Regions from separate parts of the Macaca mulatta genome. Here region 2 is linked to region 1. The links are chromatin contacts, called in public Hi-C maps. All regions are on one chromosome and are shown on one strand. Each heading gives the region's core, a stretch centred on a gene start, on an enhancer-like site or on the middle of the called end of the contact. The rest is flanking DNA. Distances are from core to core; before and after follow the strand shown.

Region 1 (6,286 bases), core at 567-3,066:
TCTGGACAAAACTCCCGGGGCAGCTGGCTGTGCCTCTCACTCGCTCAGCCGGCTTGACCTGAGGCCCCTTTGCCCTCACTCAACCCCCTCCCCAGAATCCTTCCTGGGTTCCAAGTCGGCCCCTCATCATGGGCGCCCTGGGCCACAGTTCCCTGGGAGTTCTTCCTGCCTGTCGCTCGAGGTACATGCACGCAGGACTCACAGGCCTCCAATCCTCAGCCCTGCCCTTGGCCTCCTTCCCTGAGACCCGGCCAGACTCTCCCTTCGCTGTGGCTCACTCCAGGCAGGTCCAGAGACGGGGCTGACCGCATCCCTACCCTCCCAGGCCCCCTTGACCCCTCTCCTGATCATGCCCTCTCCCACCCCAGGGGACGCAGGGAGGGGGTCTCTGGATGTCTTTTTCCTCCCCTTGGGCCCCCACAGTGCTCAGCCACACCTGGGGTCTTGCTATGAACGAGTTCCCCCAGGCGCCGACCTGTGGGCCTTAGGCCCCGCCCAGCGTTCCAAGGCGAGCCCGGGGCCCTCAGGCGTTCCTGCCACCCTGGGCCACTGGGCCCACTGGAGTCGTGGTATCGGACAGAAATGAGTTTTTCCTTTTTATTTGGCTGCTGCTGCTGCCTCTCCCGGACCAGGCTTGGGCAGCAGCGCAGGCAGGGGAAGGGGACTCCGCACTCATGTGCCCACGAAACCACAGCAGGCCCCACCCGCACTCCCACGCTCCCACACCTGCTGCCCCAAAGCCCTCACTCTCCTAAAAGCAGCGAGAGCACACAGGGCTCGGAGGCGCAGGGCTGCGAAGGTGGCTCCAAGACGAGTTCGAGTCCAAGATGAGCTCAGGATCCTGAGCCTTTCTGGGAAATGCCTCCCCAGGTTGGGATGCGGGGGCGCAGCCCCAGGCCCTGGAGCTCCTTCTCTCTGGCCCAGGCTGGGATGTGGGGGGCAGCCTCAGGCCCCAGAGCTCCTTGTCTCTAGGGAGGCCGTGTCTCTTTCACGCCAGGTCTCAGCCCGTCCAGTTCTGCTCTTGTACAGGACGCCTTTGCAGTCCCGGCTTTTGTAGTCCAGCTGCCAGCACGGCCTCCCTCCAGCCCCGCTGGTGCCTCGAGGCTGGTCAGGAGCGCGGGTGGCCCATCCTGGGAGCGGCTCGCAGGTAGCCCCGCGGCCAGGGAGGCAGCCCAGCAGAGGAAGGCCCCGGACAGCGGCGCCAGCTTCCCCAGGAGGCCTGGGTTAGGCCCGGCCCCTCGGCCACCGCGCTGGGCCGTCCCGGGGGCGCGTGCGGGGGGCACGAGGCACAGCGGGGCGCAGACGGCACCGAGGGGTGGGCGGCGTCTGGGCGTGCGAGGCTGGGCCCTGCAGGCGTCCGGGGGCTGGCGCCTGTGTCTCCGGTGTCCCCGCGCGCAGCTGGGCCGTGGCACTCCAGGTGTCCGCAGGGCTCGCGGGGCGCGGGACTGGCGCGCAGGACCAGGGAGAGCGCGGCGATGCGGTGGATGGCTCTGCGCAGCGTGGCGATCTTGGAGAGCCTCTTGCCGCCCAGGTCGTGCCGCAGCGCCCGGCGCAGCGCGTTGAAGGCCTCATTGTAGTCCAGGATGCGCTTGCGCTCCCGCACGTTGGCCGCCATGCGCCGCGCCTTGGACCGCACTGGCCGCGCGCGCCTCCTCCCAGCCGGCTCTTCTGCCTCGCCCTGGCCAGGGGAAGCGCCGTTCGCCCCCAGCACCCCCAAATCACCCCCGGGCTCGGGGCAGGGGCCCCCCAAGTCCTCCGCAGAGCCTTCGGCCCCCTTCCGCGCCTTGAGGCCTAGTCCTGGCTCGCCCCGCAGCATTGCCTCCCCGGGCCCTCACCCTCTGCCCCAGTCCCGGCCCTCTGCCCTTTGCCGTCTGCCCCCTGCCCCGGCCCCGGCTCGCTACGCGGACGGTCCCCGGCTCCTGGGGCTGGACACTCCCGAGACAGGCCCCCTCCAGCTGGGCTTTATGGCACCACGCGGCGCCCCGCCCTCCCATCCATCCATCTCCCTCCTCCTGCATTATTACCGGCCTCCAGGTAGGTCGGCGAGGGAGGAACCGAGGGGAAGAAGGAAAGCGAGGAGGGAAGCTTGCAGGTTCTTGTAAGCGGGGACCAGACGGCAGCCCGGCCACGCTGCACGGGGGACCTTGCCCTGCCTCGCTCCGGGGCTGCTGTGGGGTGTCTGGGTTCCACATTCTTCCTCCCCACTCCCAGATACAGTGCTAAGTTTGGCTTCTAGCAGGAAAGCTGATAGAAATAAAGAGTGGCAGAGGGCTGGGTGCCGGCTCACGCCTGTCATCCCAGCACTTTGGGAGGCCGAGGCAGGTGGATCACTTGAGTTCAGTAGTTCGAGACCAGCCTGGCCAACAGGGTATATAAAACCCCGTCTGTACTAAAAACACAAAAATTAGCCGGGCGTGGTGGCGGGTGCCTGTAATCCTAGCTACTCGGGAGGCTGAGGCAGGAGGCTGGCTTGAACCCGGAAGCCGGAGGTTGCAGTGAGCAGAGATCCCACCACTGCACTCCAGCCTGGGCCACAGAGCGAGACTCCATCTCATAACAACAACAACAAACCTTGAAAGGTCTTGTCAAGTCCTGTGGGCAACCACAGAGATGTCATTGGGAAAAGCACGAGTGTGCCAGCAGGGCTCAAATGGGAGGGGCAGGGCCCTGCAGGTAAGGCTGGCCCAGAGCTTCCGGCTTTTTCAGCTATGGAGTGCGGCTGGCGGCAATTGGGGTTCGGGTTTTGGTTAGGCCTGACTCTCCCTCCACTGCCCTTTGACTCCCCTTCTGCAGACAGAGCTGGGCTGAGTCGGCAGCAGAGGGTGAAGGGGAAGATCCCTTTGCAGCCCTGGGTCCCCATCAGGGGCATCTTTGGGGTCCAGAGCCCTCGGGCAGCCCTATCTCGTGACACAGCTCTGCCAGGTTATGAACTCAATGAGCAGCCTCTCTCCTCTTCCCCCAGGGATTTGCATTTGAAAGAGGGTCTCAGAAAAAAGATGTTTATTCCCAGAGAAAGACCCCCAGTGGGATTTCCGGCATCCACAGCTGAGTTATTTGGAGTACCTGAGGGCCACTCATTCCCAGTCACAACCCAAATGCCTCCAAAATGCCAAGGCCTGTGGCATTGGAATGGGTGTGTGGTTCACATCCATCTCGCCAAGAGAGCGTTGCCAGTAACCCCATTATTTCAAACTGAATGTCTCCATAGAAGAAAATAACAAGGCATTAGGAAGCACAGTGTATGTATTTACTTCTGTGATTGTCTGCCTTGCCCAGTAGGATGAAACCATCCTAAGGACATCTACATTTCCCGGGTTCTATTTCCCCCAAATCTGCAATATATGTGGAATTATAAAGCAGCTAGAGGCCGGGCGCAGTGGCTCACGCCTGTAATTCCAGTACTTTGGGAGGCCGAGGTAGGCGGATCACTTGAGGTCGGGAGTTCAAGACCATCCTGGCCAACATGGTGAAGCCCCGTCTCTAAGAAAATACAAAAATTAGACGGGCGTGGTGGCGGCGCCTGTAGTCCCAGCTACTCGGGAGGCTGAGGCAGGAGAATGGCTTGAACCCGGGAACCGGAGGTTGCAGTGAGCCAAGATAGCACCACTGCACTCCAGCCTGGGCGACAGAGGGAGATTCCGTCTCAAAAACAAACAAAAAACAAGGTAAGTAAAAGCAAAGAAAATGCCCACGCAGCGCGCGTTTCCCGGTGGCGTTTCCCGGCCGCTCCCGCCCTTCCCCGCGCAGGTCAGGAAACGGCCCCACGTGAAAACCCCGAGGACCCGGGAGAAGCGCCCCCTCCTGGAACCCGGGACTCCCGGGCGCTGCGGGGCGCGGCCGACTTCAAAGCGAGCGGCGGCCCCGGCATTTCCGCGGCACCTGCCCGTGCCCGGGAGCGCGAGTTCTCGGCCAGGGCGGGAGGAGGCGGCGGGCGGGCGGGGCGGCGTGATTTAGCGTCGGGCGGCTCCGCCGGCGGCCGCGAAGGTGCCTATTAGCGCCGGGCGGGGCCTGGGGTTCAAAAGTTCCGGCTCTTCCTCCGGAAGTTCCGGCGCCGCTCCCCGAGGGAGGACAGAACGCCCGGGAGAGAAAGTCCGGGAGCCGCCCACGGGGGCCTGGAACCCTCCTCCTCCAGAGAGCGGGTCCCAGGAAGCCCTGAGCCTCCTCCTCTCCCGGGCGACCCACACGCGGCCCAGTGTGGGAGACGTAGGGGCGCAATTTCAGCCTCTGCCCCTTCATGCATTCATTCAACAACGTTTCTGTTTTTCTTTTTTTTTTTGAGACGGAGTCTCGCTCTGTGGCCCAGGCTGGAGTGCAGTGGCGCGATCTCGGCTCACTGCAGCCTCCACCTCCCAGGTTCAAGCGATTCTCCTGCCTCAGCCTCCCGAGTAGCTGGGATTACAGGCACCCACCATCATGCCCAGCTATTTTTTGTATTTTTACTAGAGACGGGGTTTCACCATGTTGGCCAGGATGGTCTCCAGCTCCTCCTGGCCTTAAGTGATCCGCCCGCCTCGGCCACCCACAGTGCTGGGATTCCAGGCGTGAGCCACCGCGCCGGCCCTGAACTGGATTTCAAAGGATGAATAGCAGTTTGCCAAGCAGACAGGAGGTACAGGGAACAGCAGGTGCCAGGCCCTGGAAGTGTAAACCGTCACAGGATGATGCGGAAAATACAGGAAAGTGACTTTGCCAAACCACCAAATATGAGGCCAGGGCGTGATGGGAGACAAGGTTGGAGATCACCAGGCGTCCTGCCAAAAGCTTTTCATCCTGTAGGCAGCTGGGTACCGCAAAAGGTTATTAAACTGAGGAATGACAGTTGTATTTGAATTTCCGCTAGAGCTCTTTGAGCAGTGTGGAGAATGAATGTTAAGACAAATTCTACTTAGGAAGCAAAGATCCTGGAGGAAGGGGGGGGCCTGAGCTATGCAGGCGACGGTGAGAGAAGGGCATGGAGTCAACACCTGTTTGGAAAATAGAATTGACATGTGGGGGTGCCAATGGGATAACGCAGATGACAAAAAGGGGTGTCATCTCCATATCCTACTTTAAGAGCAGAAGCCTTAGTTCAGACGCTCTCTACAAAGTTCCAACTATGGACATGGGGACAAGAAAGCCAGGGCATATGGTCACCTTGGACCCAGGACACCCACGACCAGTGATTTTTGTTTTTTGAGACGGTGTCTCACTCTGCCGCCTAGGCTGGAGTGTGGTGGCGCAATCTCAGCTCACTGCAACCTCCGCCTCCTGGGTTTAAGTGATTCTCCTGCCTCAGCCTCCCGAGTAGCTGTGACTGCAGGCGTGCACCGTGGTGGACGTTTTTGTTATCACTGTTTCCTATGCCGCATTTGAACAGCCTACCTGTCTGAGGAGAAGGGAGCCTCCGTGGTGGGGCTCTGCGTGGCAGAGATTTCTGGTAACTGGGACAGACACCAGTCCAGGCACTTGACTGCCTGACTTGAATCTGGAGTGATGTCCCAAAGAAACAAACAGGTAACAGTGGAGAAATCACGGCGCCAGTGCCAGGGCCGGTGGCCCTCCACGTCCCACACTGGCATCTAGAGGAGGTTCCTGGCTTGGCCGTGGGTCTAGCTGCCCAGGTTCCTGTAATTCTTTTTTTTTTTTTTTTTGAGACGGAGTCTCGCTCTGTCGCCCAGGCTGGAGTGCAGTGGCCGGATCTCAGCTCACTGCAAGCTCCGCCTCTCGGGTTTACACCATTCTCCTGCCTCAGCCTCCTCAGTAGCTGGGACTACAGGCGCCCGCCACCTCGCCCGGCTAGTTTTTTTGTATTTTTTTAGTAGAGAAGGGGTTTCACCGTGTTAGCCAGGATGGTCTCGATCTCCTGACCTCGTGATCCGCCCGTCTCGGCCTCCCAAAGTGCTGGGATTACAGGCTTGAGCCACCGTGCCCGGCCTCCTGTAATTCTTATGAGTTTCCCAACCTTAATTTCCCAGACTTTTTTGCTTTTTTTTTTTTTTGAGACAGAGTCTCACTCTATTGCCCAGGCTGCAGTGCAGTGACGCTATCTCGGCTCACTGCAAACTCTGCGTCCCCAGGCAAGCGATTCTCCTGCCTCAGCCTCCCGAGTAGCTGGGATTACAGGCGCCCACCACCACGCCCGGCTAATTTTTTGTATTTTTAGTAGAGACGGGGTTTCACCATATTGGTCAGGCCTGTTTCGAACTCCTGACCTCAGGTGATCCACCCACCTTGGCCTCCCACAGTGCTGGGATTATAGGCGTGAGCCACCGCACCTGGCCAATAATAATAATTTTTTTTTTTTTTT
Region 2 (6,099 bases), core at 685-3,184, 50 kb before region 1:
CATCAAGCACGACTTGATATTTATATTTAACTGAATATGGTTCCGGCTTTTAAACTTCCTGCTGAAGGTGACCTATGCAAAAAGAACCCAAGAGTGGCTCTCCCAGTTCGCCTTGGATGAGGGTCTTGCTAATTTCTCTTCTCACAGCCACTTTCTGCTTCCAGCGCCGCTTCCCACCCGGGACACGGTGCAGGCGTGTAGGTGCCGTGCCATAGACGTGAGGTAGGTAAGTGCCTCATCCAAGTTCATACCCTTTTAAGAAAGCAATGGAGAATTCACAGTAAATGCTTAATCTTGTAAGACTTCTTTGTGACTCTATTCTGGTCCTGCTGTTTGATCCAGCCCATTTATTAGTTCATAAAAATTTCACATAAACTAAATTTCATCTCCTAGGCTGAGTTCTATCAGATTAATATTTAACTCCAAGGAAATGTGGACATTTGCCTTAAAGAAATTGTTTATGGCCAGGCGCGGTGGCTCACGCCTTTATCTCAGCACTTTGAGAGGCCAAGGCGGGTGGATCACGAGGTCCACCCATCCTGGCTAACAGGGTGAAACCCCGACTTTACTAAAAAATACAAAAACTTAGCCGGGCGTGGTGGCGGGCGCCTGTAGTCCCAGCTACTGGGGAGGCTGAGGCAGGAGAATGGCATAAACCTGGGAGGCGGAACTTGCAGTGAGTGGAGATATCACGCCACTGCACTCCAGCCTGGGCAACAGAGCGAGACTCTGTCTCAAAAAAAAAAAAAAAAAGTTGTTTATTCCAGGGAAGAATCTATACTGTTATTATTTGAATGTCTTTGATTATGGTATGAAATTTTATTGTAGCCCAGGCTCCCACCAATCTTCTGTTGAAAATGGCAAATTTTTATGGATCAATTCACTGGTTCAGCATCTAAGCATTTTTTATTACATTTTTTTCTGACAAAATCAATGTGTGTTTATTATAGAAAATATGGATCGAGGCCGGGCGCGGTGGCACACGCCTGTAATCCTAGCACTTTGGGAGGCCGAGGTGGGTGGATCATTTGAGGTCAGGAGTTCGAGACCAACCTGGCCAACATGGTGAAACCCTGTCTCTACTAAAAATATAAAAATTAGCCAGGCATGGTGGCAGGCACCTGTGATCCCAGCTACTTGGGAGGCTGAGGCAGAAGAATCGCTCGAATGCGGGATGCAAAGGTTGCAGTGAGCCAAGATCGTGCCATTGCACTCCAGCCTGGGTGACAAGAGTGAGGCTCTGTCTCAAAAAAAAAAAAAAAAAAAAAAAAAAAGGATCAAATAGAAAAATAAAAAAATACAAGGAAAATAAAAATTATGTTTCCCTAATATGCTATAATAGCTGTTAACACTGCATATTTTTGTTTTACATGTCTAAAAACAAGCATTTTTTTTTTAATTGGGATCATATGGTACATCCATTTTTCATGTAACAGCATGCATAGCTTCTCGTGTCATTAAACTTTCATATGAAGCATACTTTGTAATGGCTGCATTGAATTTTATTATGCAGACGCCCAACCCCTGATTAATTAACTTTTCAAAGATAGCCAACATCCTATTTTTAACTGTAAAGTGGTTTCCAATTTTTATCGCATTAAAATAACCAAGCAACACTTGATTTTTCTTTTAAAAAATCTTGAAAGCAGGATACAGTCTCCAACTGCCAGACTGCTGTGATATCTGCAGACTTGTGGCTTCTGAGTGTGAGTGTGTGTGTGTGTGTTTTATGAACTGAGCCCCGTCGAGTGCTCCAATTTGCTGAGCAGAATGTCTGGGCTATTTCTTGAACTTGTGGATACAAAAAGAAGAGAAGCCAAGCGAGACGACTCCGGAGTGGAGGGTACAGTCACCCCTTCAGAGCGTGCCAAGAATAGTTTTCATGTAAGCAGCATGGAGGCGGCAGATGACCCCGGAAGCAGAGCGGAGGCGGCAGATGACCCCGGAAGCAGAGCGGAGGCGGCAGATGACCCCGGAAGCAGGGCGGAGGAGGCGGATGACGACCTTTGCAAGGTTCCTTTTAGACTTAAAGTCTCATGGTTCCCACGGTGCTACCTGTTCTTTGGAACACTCCACCTCCTGTTTGTCAGTCCATTACTGCAGGCATGCGCAATCCTTTTAATATATTAGCATCACCTGCAAAAGCGGGGCTTTAAAAACAGCAGCAGCAATGCCGGAATCTACTTCCAGAGTGCTGTTGATCCAGTTTTGATCCAATTAGACTAAGGTGGAACCCAGACACATGTTCCGTGTGTGTGTGTGTGTGTGTGTGTGTGTGTGTGTGTGTGTGTGTGTGTGTGTTTAAGCTCTTCCAATCTGCAGCCGGGGTTGAGAATTTCTGCTTTATGGCTTTTTTTTTTTTTTTTTTTTTTTTTGAGAGGGAGTCTCACTCTGTCGCCCAGGCTGGAGTGCAGTGATGCGATCTCGGCCCACTGCAACTTCTGCCTCCTGGGTTCAAGCGATTCTCCTGCCTCAGCCTCCCGAGTAGCTGAGACTACAGGCGCCCGCCACCACGCCCAGCTAATTTTTTTGTATTTTTAGTAGAGACGGGTTTCGTCATGTTGGTCAGGCTGGTGTCGAACTCCCAACCTCAGGTGATCCGCCCGCCTCGGCCTCCCAAAGTGCGGGGATTACAGGCGTGAGCCACCGCGTCTGGCTTCTTAGACTCCTTGGGGTTTGGGTCACTGGCCTTGGTGCTGAATAGCTTCAGACCACCAGCACTATAGAAGAATCTATACCTCCCATCGGGTTCTGCCAAAGTCATAAGCAGGTGTTTCAAAAATGCTGATGCGGCCGGGTGCGGTGGCTCACGCCTGTGATCCCCGCACTTCGGCAGGCCGAGGCGAGTGGATTAACTGAAGTCAGGAATTGGAGCCTGACCAACATGGTGAAACCCTGTTTTTACTAAAAATACAAAAAATTGGCTGGGCGCGGTGGCTCACGCCTGTAATCCCAGCACCTTCGGAGGCTGAGGCGGATGGATCAAAGGTCAGGAGATCAAGACCATCCTGGCTAACACGGTGAAACCCCGTCTCTACTAAAAATGCAAAAAAAAATTAGATGGGTGCGGTGGCGAGCACCTGTAGTCCCAGCTACTCGGGAGGCTGACGTGGGAGAATCACTTGAACCCGGGAGATGGAGGTTACAGTGAGCCGAGATCGCGCCACTGCACTCCAGCCTGGGCGACAGAGCGAGACTCCGTCTCAAAAAAAAAAAAAAAAAAAAGCTGATTCATGGAGGAACAGGGTATCCCGGCTCTTTCTAAGTGTCTTGGCTGAAAGATCAGTATTTTCTTGCTGCTGCTGCATCTGCCTCCCCAGACAGCCAATTAGCCACAGAAACAGCTGCTGCCTAAGGAGACAGTTCAGAACTGAGCTTTTAACATCCAGAAGCACATCACGTAGCTAAACAATAGAATATTCACATCAAGCAAAAACATCTAGCTTTGAGTGACCATATTTGCTTTCTGGAGAAAGGGGGCCTCAGACGGCTACCATAATTATACTGGGATTACAGGCATCTGCCACCACGCCTGGCAAATTTTTTGGTATTTTTGGTAGAGATGGGGTTTTGCCGCGTTGGTCAGGCTGGTCTTGGACCTGGAGCTTGGTAGTTCCTGGATGGGTAGAGAGGAGGGAAGAGCATGCCTGACACTGTGGGAGGCAGCTGGCTATGGAGGAGGGAGCATCAGACCCAGATCAGAGATGTGGGCTTGAATGTCATTTCTGCTTTAGCCCAGCAGCGTGACTTTGCAGTTAACCCAGCTGGTGGTCAATTCCTCCTCTGTAAAGTGGCGATAAGGATGGCTACCATAATTATGCTCTAATGTCAGGGTTATGTGAGAAAATGCTCATATCAGCAAAGTCAGCTGACCTGACATAAGAGAGATCCTTGGGTTTGTCCTAATAGCCAGAAACTGGGCCTCTTTTGTTCCCCCTCACTGATGTGAGAGAGGAGAGAACATTTCAGAGGTCTTTAACATCTTTAACTTTGATAAAGGCAGCTAAGTGGGGGACATGCAAGCTATGTTCTGTGTGGACAGACAGGTGGAACCCAGCCATCGTTTTAACCAGCTTCCCAGTGGTTCTGATGCAGGCCAAATGTGGAGAACCACTATTTCGTAGTGGCACACTCTACAAACACCCATGTTTTACTCGGTTATTCTCTCTGTCTCTCTCGTTTTTGAGATGGAGTCTTGCTCTGTTGCCCAGGCTGTGCAATCTCAGCTCCCTGCAACCTCCGCCCCCTGGGTTCAAGCAATTCTCTTGCCTCAGCCTCCCGAGCAGCTGGGATTACAGGCACCCGCCACCATGCCCAGCTAAGTTTTTGTGTTTTAGTAAAGATGGGGTTTCACCGTGTTGGCCAGGCTGGTCTCGAATTCCGGACCTCAGGTGATCTGCTCGCCTTGGCCTCCCAAAGTGCTGGGATTACAGGCGTGAGCCACCACACTCGGCCTTTGTCATTCTACTTTCTTTTTTTTTTTTTTGGAGACGGAGTCTCGCTCTCTCCCCCTGGCTGGAGTGCAGTGGCGCGATCTCGGCTCACTGCAAGCTCCGCCTCCTGGGTTCCTGCCATTCTCCTGCCTCAGCCTCCCGAGTAGCTGGGACTACAGGCGCCCGCCACCACGCCCGGCTAGTTTTTTGTATTTTTAGTAGAGGCAGGGTTTCCCCGTGGTCTCGATCTCCTGACCTTGTGATCCGCCCGCCTCGGCCTCCCAAAGTGCTGGGATTACAGGCGTGAGCCACCACACTCGGCCTTTGTCATTCTACTTTCTTAATGGTGGTTTTGATAAATAGAAGTTACGAATTTTAATGTAACCCAATTTATCCATGTTTTTCCTTTGTGGGCAGTGTTTTGTATCCTGTTAAGGAATCTTTGCCTGCCCCCATTGCCATGAAGATAGTCCCCAGTGTTTTTTTTTCTAGAAGCTGTATTATTTTGCTTTTCAATTTAGAACTATAAATATTCTGCAACTAATTATCATGTATAATTTGAGGCAGGGGTCAAGATTCATTTTTCCATATGGATATACAATTGATCCAGCACCCTATGACAAGGTCATCCTTTTTTTTTTTTTTTTTGAAACAGAGTCTTGCCCTGTCACCCACGCTGGAGTGCAGTGGCATGATCTCGGCTCACTGAAAGCTCCGCCTCCCGGGTTCAAGCGATTCTCCAGCCTCAGCCTCCCTAGTGGCTGGGACTACAGACGTGTGCTGCCATGCCTGGCCAATTTTTGTACTTTTAGTAGAGACAGGGTTTCACCATGTTGGCCAGTCTGGTCTTGAACTCCTGACCTCAGGCAATCCACCTGCCTCAGCCTCCCAAATTGCTGGGATTACAGGCGTGAGCCACGGTGTCCGACCTCATCCTTTCTTACTGTACTGACGCACCCACTTTGTCATGAATGAAGCTGTTGTCTAGGTAGCAGAATCTTCTGGATGTTTCATTCTTTTCCATTGGTCTATTTTTCTATCCTTGAGAAAATACCACTCTATCTTAATTACTGTAATTTTACAGTAAGTCCTGATACCTGGTAATAGGTCCTGCGGATTTGTTCTTTTTCCCCAAGGTTATCTTGGCTATTCTTGCTCCTTTGCATTTTTTTTTATCTTTTCCAAGACGGAGTCTCGCTCTTTCGCCCAGGCTGGAGTGCAGTGGTGTGATCTCGGCCCACTGCAACCTCCACCTCCCGGGTTCAAGCAATTCTCCTGCCTCAGCCTCCCGAGTAGCTGGGATTAGGGGTATGCACCACCATGCCCGGCTAATTTTTGTATTTTTAGTAGAGATGGGGAGGATTCATCATCTTGGCCAGGCTGGTCTGGAACTCCTGGCCTCAGGTGATCTGCCCACTTCTGCCTCCCAAAGTGCTGAGATTACAGCGTGAGCCCCTGAGCCTGGCTGGTCCTTTGCTTTTTTATATAAATTGTAGAATCACTTTGTCCGCTTCCAAGAAAAACTTGCTGGATTTTGATTGGCATTACACTAAATATATAGATCAATTGGAGGAGAATGAACGTGTTTAGAATATTGAATCTTCGAGTTCATGTCTTGATATTTCCCTCCATTTATTTTGGTCCTGTCAATATTTCAGTGTCTGTT

What was found. Hi-C and Micro-C count contacts between places; a contact is called where the count stands out from the background.
Region 2: a contact with region 1 is called in a Hi-C map of fetal cortical plate, with 2.1 times the contacts expected there. The contact joins the enhancer-like site here to the promoter of BHLHA9 in region 1. A contact is called at or near these places in 7 of 14 Hi-C or Micro-C datasets (CD4 T cells, blood, cortical neurons and 4 more).

What each region holds. Positions count from the first base shown.
Region 1 is chr16:2,817,329-2,823,614 of T2T-MMU8v2.0, reverse strand. BHLHA9 (basic helix-loop-helix family member a9) reads right to left here and starts at 1,816. Exons shown (of 1, transcript NM_001194728.2): 1 at 1,109-1,816. The coding sequence starts at 1,816. The coding sequence ends at 1,109. LOC114673031 (a long non-coding RNA gene) reads left to right here and starts at 4,062. Exons shown (of 3, transcript XR_013405889.1): 1 at 4,062-5,493.
Region 2 is chr16:2,867,261-2,873,359 of T2T-MMU8v2.0, reverse strand. No RefSeq gene overlaps it. Among named protein-coding and RNA genes, the nearest start is that of TRARG1, 40 kb to the right of the region's middle. Within about 2 kb of position 1,934, at least 3 of the 40 cell types and tissues checked have an H3K27ac peak or open chromatin away from gene starts, as enhancers often do. A contact at or near this core is called in fetal cortical plate, where this site is marked.